Regions from separate parts of the Rattus norvegicus genome. Here region 2 is linked to region 1. A link is a contact called in public Hi-C data. All regions are on one chromosome and are shown on one strand. The core of a region is the stretch at or near the end of the contact, and the rest is flanking DNA. Distances in the headings are between cores, read along the strand shown. Region 1 holds the start of Cdh4 (cadherin 4). Region 2 overlaps Cdh4 (cadherin 4).

Evidence for each region. Hi-C and Micro-C count contacts between places; a contact is called where the count stands out from the background.
Region 2: a Hi-C map of frontal cortex shows a contact between it and region 1, with 4 times the contacts expected there. The contact joins the enhancer-like site here to the promoter of Cdh4 in region 1. A contact is called at or near these places in 2 of 12 Hi-C or Micro-C datasets (frontal cortex and prefrontal cortex).

The regions. Positions count from the first base shown.
Region 1 is chr3:186,900,778-186,905,532 of GRCr8, forward strand. Cdh4 (cadherin 4) reads left to right here and starts at 1,986. Exons shown (of 16, transcript NM_001419540.1): 1 at 1,986-2,229; 2 at 4,317-4,428. The coding sequence starts at 2,173.
Region 2 is chr3:187,349,124-187,353,878 of GRCr8, forward strand. All of the region lies in intron 7 of Cdh4 (cadherin 4), which reads left to right. Among named protein-coding and RNA genes, the nearest start is that of Taf4, 110 kb to the right of the region's middle. Within about 2 kb of position 1,903, at least 14 of the 93 cell types and tissues checked have an H3K27ac peak or open chromatin away from gene starts, as enhancers often do.

The DNA.
Region 1 (4,755 bases), core at 736-3,235:
AGTTTGGGGAACACTGCCCATGCCAGGAGTCCCGGAGTCTGTGTGCTAATGCTGGTAGCCAGGTTTTGGTGTGTGAAGTCTCTAGGCTTCCCTCTGCCTGTCTGTATAACGGGGAACCTTACAGCTGCACACCTGGGGCAGATTAACTTATTCAATGCTCCTGCACTCACAGTAAGGCTGGTTAATGCTAGGATGGTAAGCTCAGTCAGGAAGTCACAGTGGATGCCTGGAGGGCCTCTCTGATACTTACCTACAGGCAACCGTGAGATGTGCCAAGGACCCTCCTGCTTCCTCAGAGTCATGGCTTGCCCCTCAAGATGACATAATTGCCTTCCTAGAACTAAGCTGGAGAGATGAGGGGTTCTTCCAGGTGACTACCTGTTGCCTTAAGCCTAGGCCTACTAAGAACACAGAGTGGCCCCCATGGTGGCATCTCAATACAAGAAGAGAGAAGGGCTCAGGGAGTTGATGTTACCTGGCCAGGATGAAGAGTGTTCAGGAGGGAGGCATCTCTTTAAGGGACATGCCCTGGAGACGGAACAGAACTCTCCAGAAGGATTTGCTCCCATCTCCCCCTGGCTGTGCAGTGTGTCTGAGTTTACAGAGTCACTGTCTCCTCCAGGTCTCCATATTCCTTCAAACCACCCCAATAAGCTCACCAAGCTGTACTCAAGTCTTGCTTTGGTCTGGGCACCTCTCTCTATCTAGAGTGAATGTTTCTTTGTCTCCCCAGAGAAGGCCACACAGTAGAGTCTGAAGATGACCCAGTCAGCTACACCAAGTTAGTGGTGTCCCTCATTCCTTGGCAGGAAAGCATCGGGACAGGCTGTGCATAGGGCCCGGCTGCCACAGGCTTGGTGTTTAGATGCTTGGTGGTACAAGCTAAACCCAGTCTCATACCCCTGGACAGAGTCCACTGTGCACCCTGGGTTGTCCCATACCGGGCTTCCCATGGCTTGAGTGTGAGCCAGTAGACCAGCCAACAGCCTAGGGTGCCATCTATGTCGTGGGGGGTAGGGGGTCTCTCTGTCCACGCTGATTCTGACCTTGGGGCAATTTCATTCACTCTCCTCAAACCAGAACTATTGTATTCTGGACACAGATCCCCTCAGAAGAGAGACAAAGAACATTTGAAAAACATCTGAGCAAACGTTCGTTCCACTTTTCTGTACATTGCTTAGCCAAAGGAAGGATGGGGAAGCCTTCACTCACAGTCCAAGCTGCCCTTATTTTTCCGCGGGAGCGTTATGATGCCTAAAGAAATGCCTGCAGTCAGGGCTGGAAATTGCCCATGCGAAGCAAATGGAGCTAGCCTGCCCAGTGAGCTGACGGCTCCTGACAGCTCTGCCTGCTGGAGTCCCTTCCTTCCGGGGCCTCTGATTTCTTCCTTTCCTTCACAGAAGACCCTAACTACATTTTGGCACATAAACAGGAATGGGCATGGATCCTCCCAAACGTTGGAGGGTAGCCAGAGCCAGGCCCACACTATCAAGGGTCAGCCAGAGCGGGCCAGCTGGAAAATGACCACTCCCCTCTCACTCTCTTCTGACCCCTGAGCTGCTCAGGAGGCTGGAGGCCATCGCAAAGCCCTGTGTCCAAAGATTTAGATGACACGGGGCTGAAGGAAGTGTCTACTCTCCACTGAAGGCTCTGAAAAGAACTTGACCTAAGATCACAGTGTGATCACAAGGAGGGCGCACCACAATCTACAAAAGACATCTAACTTGTTGGGCAGAGACCACAGTCTTTTTCAGTCCACACCGTCTTTGCGCCTAGAAATCAAGTGTCTGGAATTCTTCTCCCCAAACGAGCCTTTAGTTGTCCCGAGGGCCTGAGGCCACAGGGCCAGCTTGCGACCAGGCCAGGCGGCTGAGCGAGTGGGCACGGGAGCGGCTCCTTTAAGGCCCGCGTCAGGCCGGGCCGGAGGGGCGGGGCCTCGGCGGGGCCGCCGCACGGCTTCACCTGCAGTTCCGAGCGCGCGGAACAGAGGCGCGGGCGGCTGCGAGGCCGGCGGACGCACCGGCCGGAGGGAGCGCGCCGCCGGCCCACTTGGCCTGGCTCCCGGAGCCCGGGCGGCGAGCGCGGGGAGCAGCAGGGCGGGCGCGGGCGGAGCATCGCCGCGGCGAGGGAAGCCGGGCACCGGGCGAGCGCCGGGGCGGCGCGGCGGGGACGATGACCAGGGGCTCGGTGCTGCCGCTGCTTCTGCTCGGGCTCTCGGGCGCGCTCCGGGTAAGTTACCGCCTCTCCGTTCGCGGGCGGTCTGGGAACCCGTGGGGCTAGATGCTCTCTCCCGGTCTTCTCAACCCGCCGCCGGCGCTGCGCGAAGCCGCCTGCTATCGGAGCCCGAAGCCGCGGGGCTGAGCGGGCGGGACCCCGGGTGCCATCTCGTTGCCCGATCTGCGCTCCGGGGCCGCCCTCCGTAGTGTAGTACTCGCCTCCACCGCCCGGCAGCCGCGCATCCCGAGTTCCAGTCGCTTGCCGGGGTCGGATCGGCTGCGCGGAGCGCTCGCCCGGGTCCCGTGGGTGCCGCGGAGCTCGGCTGCGGTGGGAGGCGGAGGCGACTAAGGGGCGCGGGGCTGTAGCAGCGGGGTCTGGCAGGTCTTCCCGACTTAGAGGGGTATCGGAAGAAGGGCGTAGCGGGAGCGCAAGGCACTGAGCCCAGGGACTGGAGCTGGACACCCGCGCTGTCTCTGCACGGTCTCTGCGCGGTCCCCAGCCGGCTCTGCCGGTTGACTTCGGCTGGCTGCGGAGCCTCCGCACGGCTCAGCGGCAGCTCCCGCAGCGACCCTGGGCGGAGACCGAGTGGCCCGAACCCCCTCTCGTGGCCGATCGGTCCGGTGGCCTGCTCGCTGCCATGCCGAGGTAATCTCTGCGATGAACCAGGGCTGACGACCGGCTGCTTCCAGGCCACCGGACCATCGCCCTGCGCGGGGAACACGCCCCGGGGGGACAGAAACTTTCCCGGCCGACTTTTGCCTCCCGCGGGCTGCAAGTGCATTTCGGAGCTGCGGTCCCCAAGAATCGGATGCCATTCTGAGCTTGGCCCAGGGAAGATCCCCGACCCGGCCCTCCCTCTCCTAGCCTCCAGGGCCGGGTATCTGAGCCCGAGCTACAGGCTGCAAGCTGCGGGTGGCCTCCCAGCCAAACCCCGGAGGAGCTGTTGCGCGCAGCTGGAGGACTCAGCCGGCAGGGAGGCGCGTTCCGCTCCGGCGGCCCGAGAAGCTGAAACTGCGGGGTGCTGGTTGCGCCCGCGTCTCCTGGAGCTTGCTCACCAGGAATCAGGAGCCTGGTGCGCCTTCTCCTCCTTAGTGGAGTGGATTAGTGGGGACACACGCTATCTCCCTTGGTTCCTGGCAGCTTGGGTGGAACCCCATGCCCATTGCCCATTGCCTTCCCTTCCCTACAGATGTAGACTCCAGAGGAACAGAAAGAAAGCCTTTCTGGTCTGTTAGGGGAGACTTTTCTCTCGACTAGGCTTTAAATGGGGGCTTCAGAATGAGCAAGAATCCAGGACATTGGGTGGGTGAACTTCACACACACACACACACACACACACACACACACACACACACACAGGCACGCACGCACACGCATACAGGAGCACCTTGCCTCCTTGCAGCCTAGTGGCAGAACTGGTCACTCTCCGCTCGCTTGGAAACAGCCCTGGAATCGCTGAATTTGCCAGCTCCCTTTCTTGGAACTCCACCCCTGTGGCCTGCAGAGGGAGGCTTCCTCCTCCTCCTCACCTAGCCTAAAGGCAGAGCTCTGCAGCCTGGAGAGAGGTCTCTCAGCAGAGTTCCCTTGCTCTCCCCAGGCCTGGCTTTGCCTGTGGTTGGGTGAACAGCTGGTGACAAATACCTCCTCCTGTTGCCGCTGCTGCTGCTGCTGCTGCTGCTGCTGCTGCTGCTGCTGCTGCTGCTGCTGCTGCTGCTGCTCTGGCTCTTGTTGTTGTAGCTGCTGCTGCTGCTCTTGTTGCTGTAGCTGCTGCTGCTCACCCCCCTCTCCTGGGCACCTCTGCCTTTCCCCTCAGCCGTTAGCCAGTAAAGGCTCCTCTGGTACTTGGTCTAGGCATCAGCTGGCCCTGTGCTTCCCATAGAAGTAGGTACAGATTTCCAGTTCAGGAAGCTCCCCCAAGCCTGAACCAATACAACCTGAAGTTCCCCCAGAGACCTGAGGATCCCCATACCACCTCTGGGTGGAGATGGTGCTTTATCTGTGCTCCTCAGCAGAGGCTTGTGAGGTGGCCATCACAAATGTAGGTCGGACTAAATTTCCGTGAACTTATATTGGTTTCACAGTCTCCTTTCCATCCCCAGGCCCACCATGAGGATCTTACAGTCAGAGAGGCCTGCAAGGCTGGCTTCTCCGAAGAAGGCTACACTGCGTTGATCTCCCCGAATGTCGTGGAAGGAGAGAAACTACTCAAAGGTAGTGTGGGGTGTGTGAGGGGTGGAGGGGTGAAGCTGAAGGCTTGGCTGGCCTTGGAGCACTGCTCCCTGCAGAGAGATGGCTGTGGAATGGATGAGGTTCCAGTGGGCCAACCGAGAGGCTCTTTGCATGTGGTGAATGATTTGGAAGGCCTGCCTGTCATTTTGGACTGAGGTGAATCATTTCCTGTGCGACAAATGAGGATTTGGGTGGAACACCGTCACCCAGTGCTGTGCAGGGAGACTTCCTCACTGAGTATTTTTATGTATGAAATGCAGGACTCTTAAATTATCCCCACTTTGAAATGCGTGACAAAGCAGACGATGT
Region 2 (4,755 bases), core at 653-3,152, 450 kb after region 1:
TGACAAGCAGCAGGGCAGAGCATAGCTTAGCTCAGGATCACCCAGTCACAGCCCACAAGCCAAGTACAACCTGTGCCTGCTTTGTAAGTTGCACCGGCACATAGCCATACATACACACACCTCCCTGTACCCATCCACAATGTCCCTCCATCGGTCCGGACACCGAGACCTTTCTTGACTTTCCCTGTGGCAATCACCAGATATTGGGTGCAGAGTGGCCAGAGCAGCCCCAGGGAGTCCACATCACCTGTTGCAGCAGGGCGTTCTTCCGTGTGGAGACTCCACAGCCCCCACTTGTTCAGATCTGAGGTCTCAGACAGGCAGCCAGAGACGACAGCCGCAGCCACAGATGGATGCTGTGTCTATTGGTTATCTCTGAACTTTGCCAGTGTTTAACCAGGAGGCTTTGTACACAAATCCTCTGGATCCTTCTAAAGCGCGGGCTCTCGCCTCTCAGCATTCTTCTCTGGAGGGACTGGGAGGCCAGGAACTGCCTGAGCCCAAATGTCTACAACCTCTGTCCCCCTGACACCACCCCCTGGCTAGCTGCACCGGGCATCGCGTGTTTACCACTGTTTGCGTCTGAGGAGGAGTAAAGGAAAGAGTGTCAGAGCAGCACCATGATCCCAACCTGAAGCAGAAAGGAAGGTGTCCTTTTGGTGACAAGTGTCTAGGCCACAGTTTCCGTGGTTTCCAATTTCCCATGCATTCAGACAGGCCCACCCTTCCGGTCTCACCCCAGATACCACACAGCAGGTAACACCTGTTCACACCTCCATCTGCCCTTTTGGTCCCTCGAGCTTCCTGTACAGACGCACACGTGACCACACTCATCTTCTCCTGTGCACACACACATGTGACCATCCTGTACACATATGTGACCATCCTGTGCGCACGCACACGCACACACACATACACACATGTGACCACCCTCATCTCCTGTACACACACACATGTGACCATCTTATACACATGTGTATACACACACATGTGACCAACTTCATCTTCTCCTGTGCACACACACACACACACACATGTGACCACGCTCATCTTCTCTATCCTTTCATGGTTTTACATCTTGCTCTGACTAATACTAGACCTGTCTTTTGATAACTCTATACCCTCAAAACTGCACTCCCCAAACTTCCTGGAGTGTGTGCGCATGCGCGCGCACACACACACACACACACGCACGCACACACACGCACACACACACACACACACACGCAAACAACCACATGCACATACACACATATGCTCACATGCACAAATACAGATGCACATGCACATACATACATACATGCACAGGTGTGTGCACACATGAATACACACACACACACACACACACACACACACACACACACATCCCACCTCCCCCAGGACCTTAGTACGAACTATTCTCTCTGCCTGCCACAGTCCTCTCCAAGCATATTAAGTGGAGGTTTTTACTTCAGTTAGCAGCACATGACTACCACCCTCTGTCCATGGGCACAGACATTGCCATGATCTGAAGTGACCGTTTTCCCTTATTTACTGCTTGCTTCCTTCCTTGGAGCACTGCTTCTCGAACAATGCCCCCCTTGGGACACTACTACACTGCGGTATCTGCGATTGCTCCTAACACCCCATGGGCAGTCTATGGACACTGCCCAGTGCTCACATAGAGCATGGGACACTGGGCAGCAGAGAGGTCCCCATTCAGAATGACCTGTCCTAGAGTCAACCTTGGAAAGACAGGAACCCCAGGAGTGGCTCACAGGCTTCAGGAGGAGAATGAAGAGGAAAGTGAAGGGCGGCAGTGTGCAGCCTGTGGTTTGAGTCAGCAGCCTGGAGGCAGCGCCTGAGAGCCAGCGGGGTGGCCAGAAAGGTCTGAGAAGGACTCCTCAGCTCTCCCTGCTTCGAGCAGGGTCATTCCTGCCACTCTAGCCTCCTTCCTATGTCATGGGTGGTGCTCAATGGAGAAGAGAGGTAGACAACATGGCTGAGAGCAGAGCGAAGCAGCTGAATCCACCCTGTGCCAAGCCTGAGGCTTGCTAGGCTGCCGGCTCCCCACCGGCAGCAGCAGTGGGGAGGAGGGGCCGTGTGCACCCCACTGAGAAGAGCTGCATTCTCTCTGCTTTTGATGCAGCAGAAAGAGCTGCCTGCTGGAAGGGGATGGGAGGGAAGCCCACTCGTGTGTCATAAAGGCAGTGCCAGGAGCAGGTGGCAGGTCTAGGCAGTAGGAGCCCCCAAGTGGTTCCGTAGCACACCACCCTTCCCCCAGACAGTGGAGGCAGAGAGTTACCACCCCAGGCTGGAGCAAGCAATGCTGAAGTCTGAGCAAGGAATGCATCTTTTGACTCAGCAGCTGGGAGCTGAAGTTTAAAGATTTATTTTTATTGGTTTTGTGTGTGTGTGTGTGTGTGTGTGTGTGTGTGCGCGCGCAAGGGAGAGAGAAACAGAGACAGAGAGACAGAGACAGACAGAGACAGAGACAGACAGAGACAGAGACAGACAGACAGACAGAGGCAGAGACAGAGATAGAGAGAGAGACAGAGACAGAGAGAGAGACAGAGACAGAGAGAGAGACAGAGACAGAGAGAGACAGAGATAGAGAGACAGAGAGAGACAGAGACAGAGAGAGACAGAGACAGAGAGAGACAGAGAGAGAGACAGAGAGAGACAGAGACAGAGAGAGACAGAGACAGAGAGAGACAGAGACAGAGAGAGACAGAGACAGAGAGAGACAGAGAGAGACAGAGACAGAGAGAGACAGAGACAGAGAGAGCAGGCCCACAGAGGCCAGATGAGTTCAATCCCTGGAAGAATCAAACTCAGGTCCTCTGCAAGAGCAGCACACACTCTGAACCACTGAGCCATTTTTCCAGCTCCAGAACCTGGTTTTTACTCACATCCTCGAGTGAGGATGCTCGGGAAGCCCAAATCTCAGGGACTAGGACAGTCAGTGGAGGTTTGCCCAAGACCCAGGCCCTTGGAAGCCACCCTTTCTGGGAGCTCTGCTGTCAGTGTTGACTGCATATGGCCAAGTCCTCGTCACCAAGCATTCATCCACCTGGGCACCCGGTGAGGTGCACATATCTTTCCCCACTCCACCCCAGGCAAGGAAAGCCCCAGCATTAGGACAGGGCAAAGCACTCTGCCACACCGTGGGGCAATGCTGCTCAGTGGTCTGCGCACACATGCATCACCTTATCCTGGCACCGGATGCAGAAGTAGAGCGACCCACAGACAGGCAGGAATGCTCCATGACTGGATTCAGCCTGATGAGGCCCTGTGGAAGCCTGGGAACTCTAACCACGTCTCCCAGCAGCCCCGCAACCACGGAGGACAATGAGCACAGAGGCCCCTTGGGCTCCCAGGAGACAGAGCGGTCCATGAGAACAGTGCTGTGTAGCCCCTTCCACGATGTCCCAAGGCCAAGGTCTGCAGCCTATGAAGGCTTCCACAGGCAGCAGTGGTGTGGGGGGAGGAATGCATGCAGCCCGCTGAGGAGAGCTGCACTTTCTCAGGGGCAGTCTTCTAGTGCCAGCACCTTAAGCTGTGAGGCACACGCTGTGAGGTTCACCCACATACTGCAGTCAGCTCACCCAGGGCTACATCTGCCTAGGTCCCAGGCACTTTCATCACCCTGGGGAGAAGCCATACAGCGCTGGTGCCCCATCTACCCCCATAGGGAGCCTCTATCTGTGGGCTCGCCTGATGCAGACACATCGCCTTTGTAAAGACATCCTTGTGATTTTTCTGGACCTGGCTCATTTTCATCAGGCTCCGAGGTTCGTCTGGGCATAGCGGGTGTCGAAATGCTATTCCTTTTCAAGGCTGGGTGATACTCCACCATGTGGACACACTATGTTTCAAGTACTCTCCATGGGCTACTTGACCTTTGTGGGCGGTGCTATGTGCGCACTGGTGGGTGCCGTTCGTGTAGACACCTGTTTTTAGCCTTTGGATCCACACCCAAGAGTGGGGTTTCTGGGTTGCCTGCCAACTCTAGGTCCAACTTTTCACAGTTTCCACAGCGCCCTTGGACGCCCCTGCCCCACAGCTGGCCCTGCAAACCCCCTCACCTCACTCTCAAGCACAGAGCAGTCTCTAGATGGTGAGCAACAAAAGAGCAGCCTCAGCTACTCCACTTCTCAGTGGGGCAGGGGTCCAACAGTAGCCAGTGGGAAAGTCCAAAAGTATCAACCCTTGACCGGCACAGAACAGCCCTGAGCCTGAGACGGTCCCGAGACCCTCTCTGAAGGGCCAGCATGGCTTTGACCTCAGTGGATGATGAAGGGATTGAGGGAATGTCTGGGCTCTCGGCCTCAATTTATATCCCCCCTACTGACTGCCTGCTAGGATCAGAGAGCCCAGAATAAGTAGGAGGTTTGTCTTGTGGGTGAGGCAGTCTCAGCGTTTACTGGGGCAGCGCCTCAGGGGAAGTTGGGAGCTCCCAGCTATGGCTCAGCCTGACCTAGAGAGTGCAGCTAGCTGGGCAACAGTCCAGGGTGGCAAGGGACTCTGCCTGCCTACAGGGACACGCTGTGGAATCTTTGCTACTTTCTAGGGCAGGCCGACTGATGCATTATTGATGGGTGTTCTGCAGAATCTGCATGCTGGGCTGCAGGGATGCAGATGAAGGCCCCAGGGATGGCCGTTCTGGTTACCTTCCTGCTCTCTAACTTGAAAATGGTTGGATCACTTTTTATTGAATCCACTGGAACTCCACTGCTGATACTGGGGCCAGGTCTGGGAGCACGTGCCCTGTTC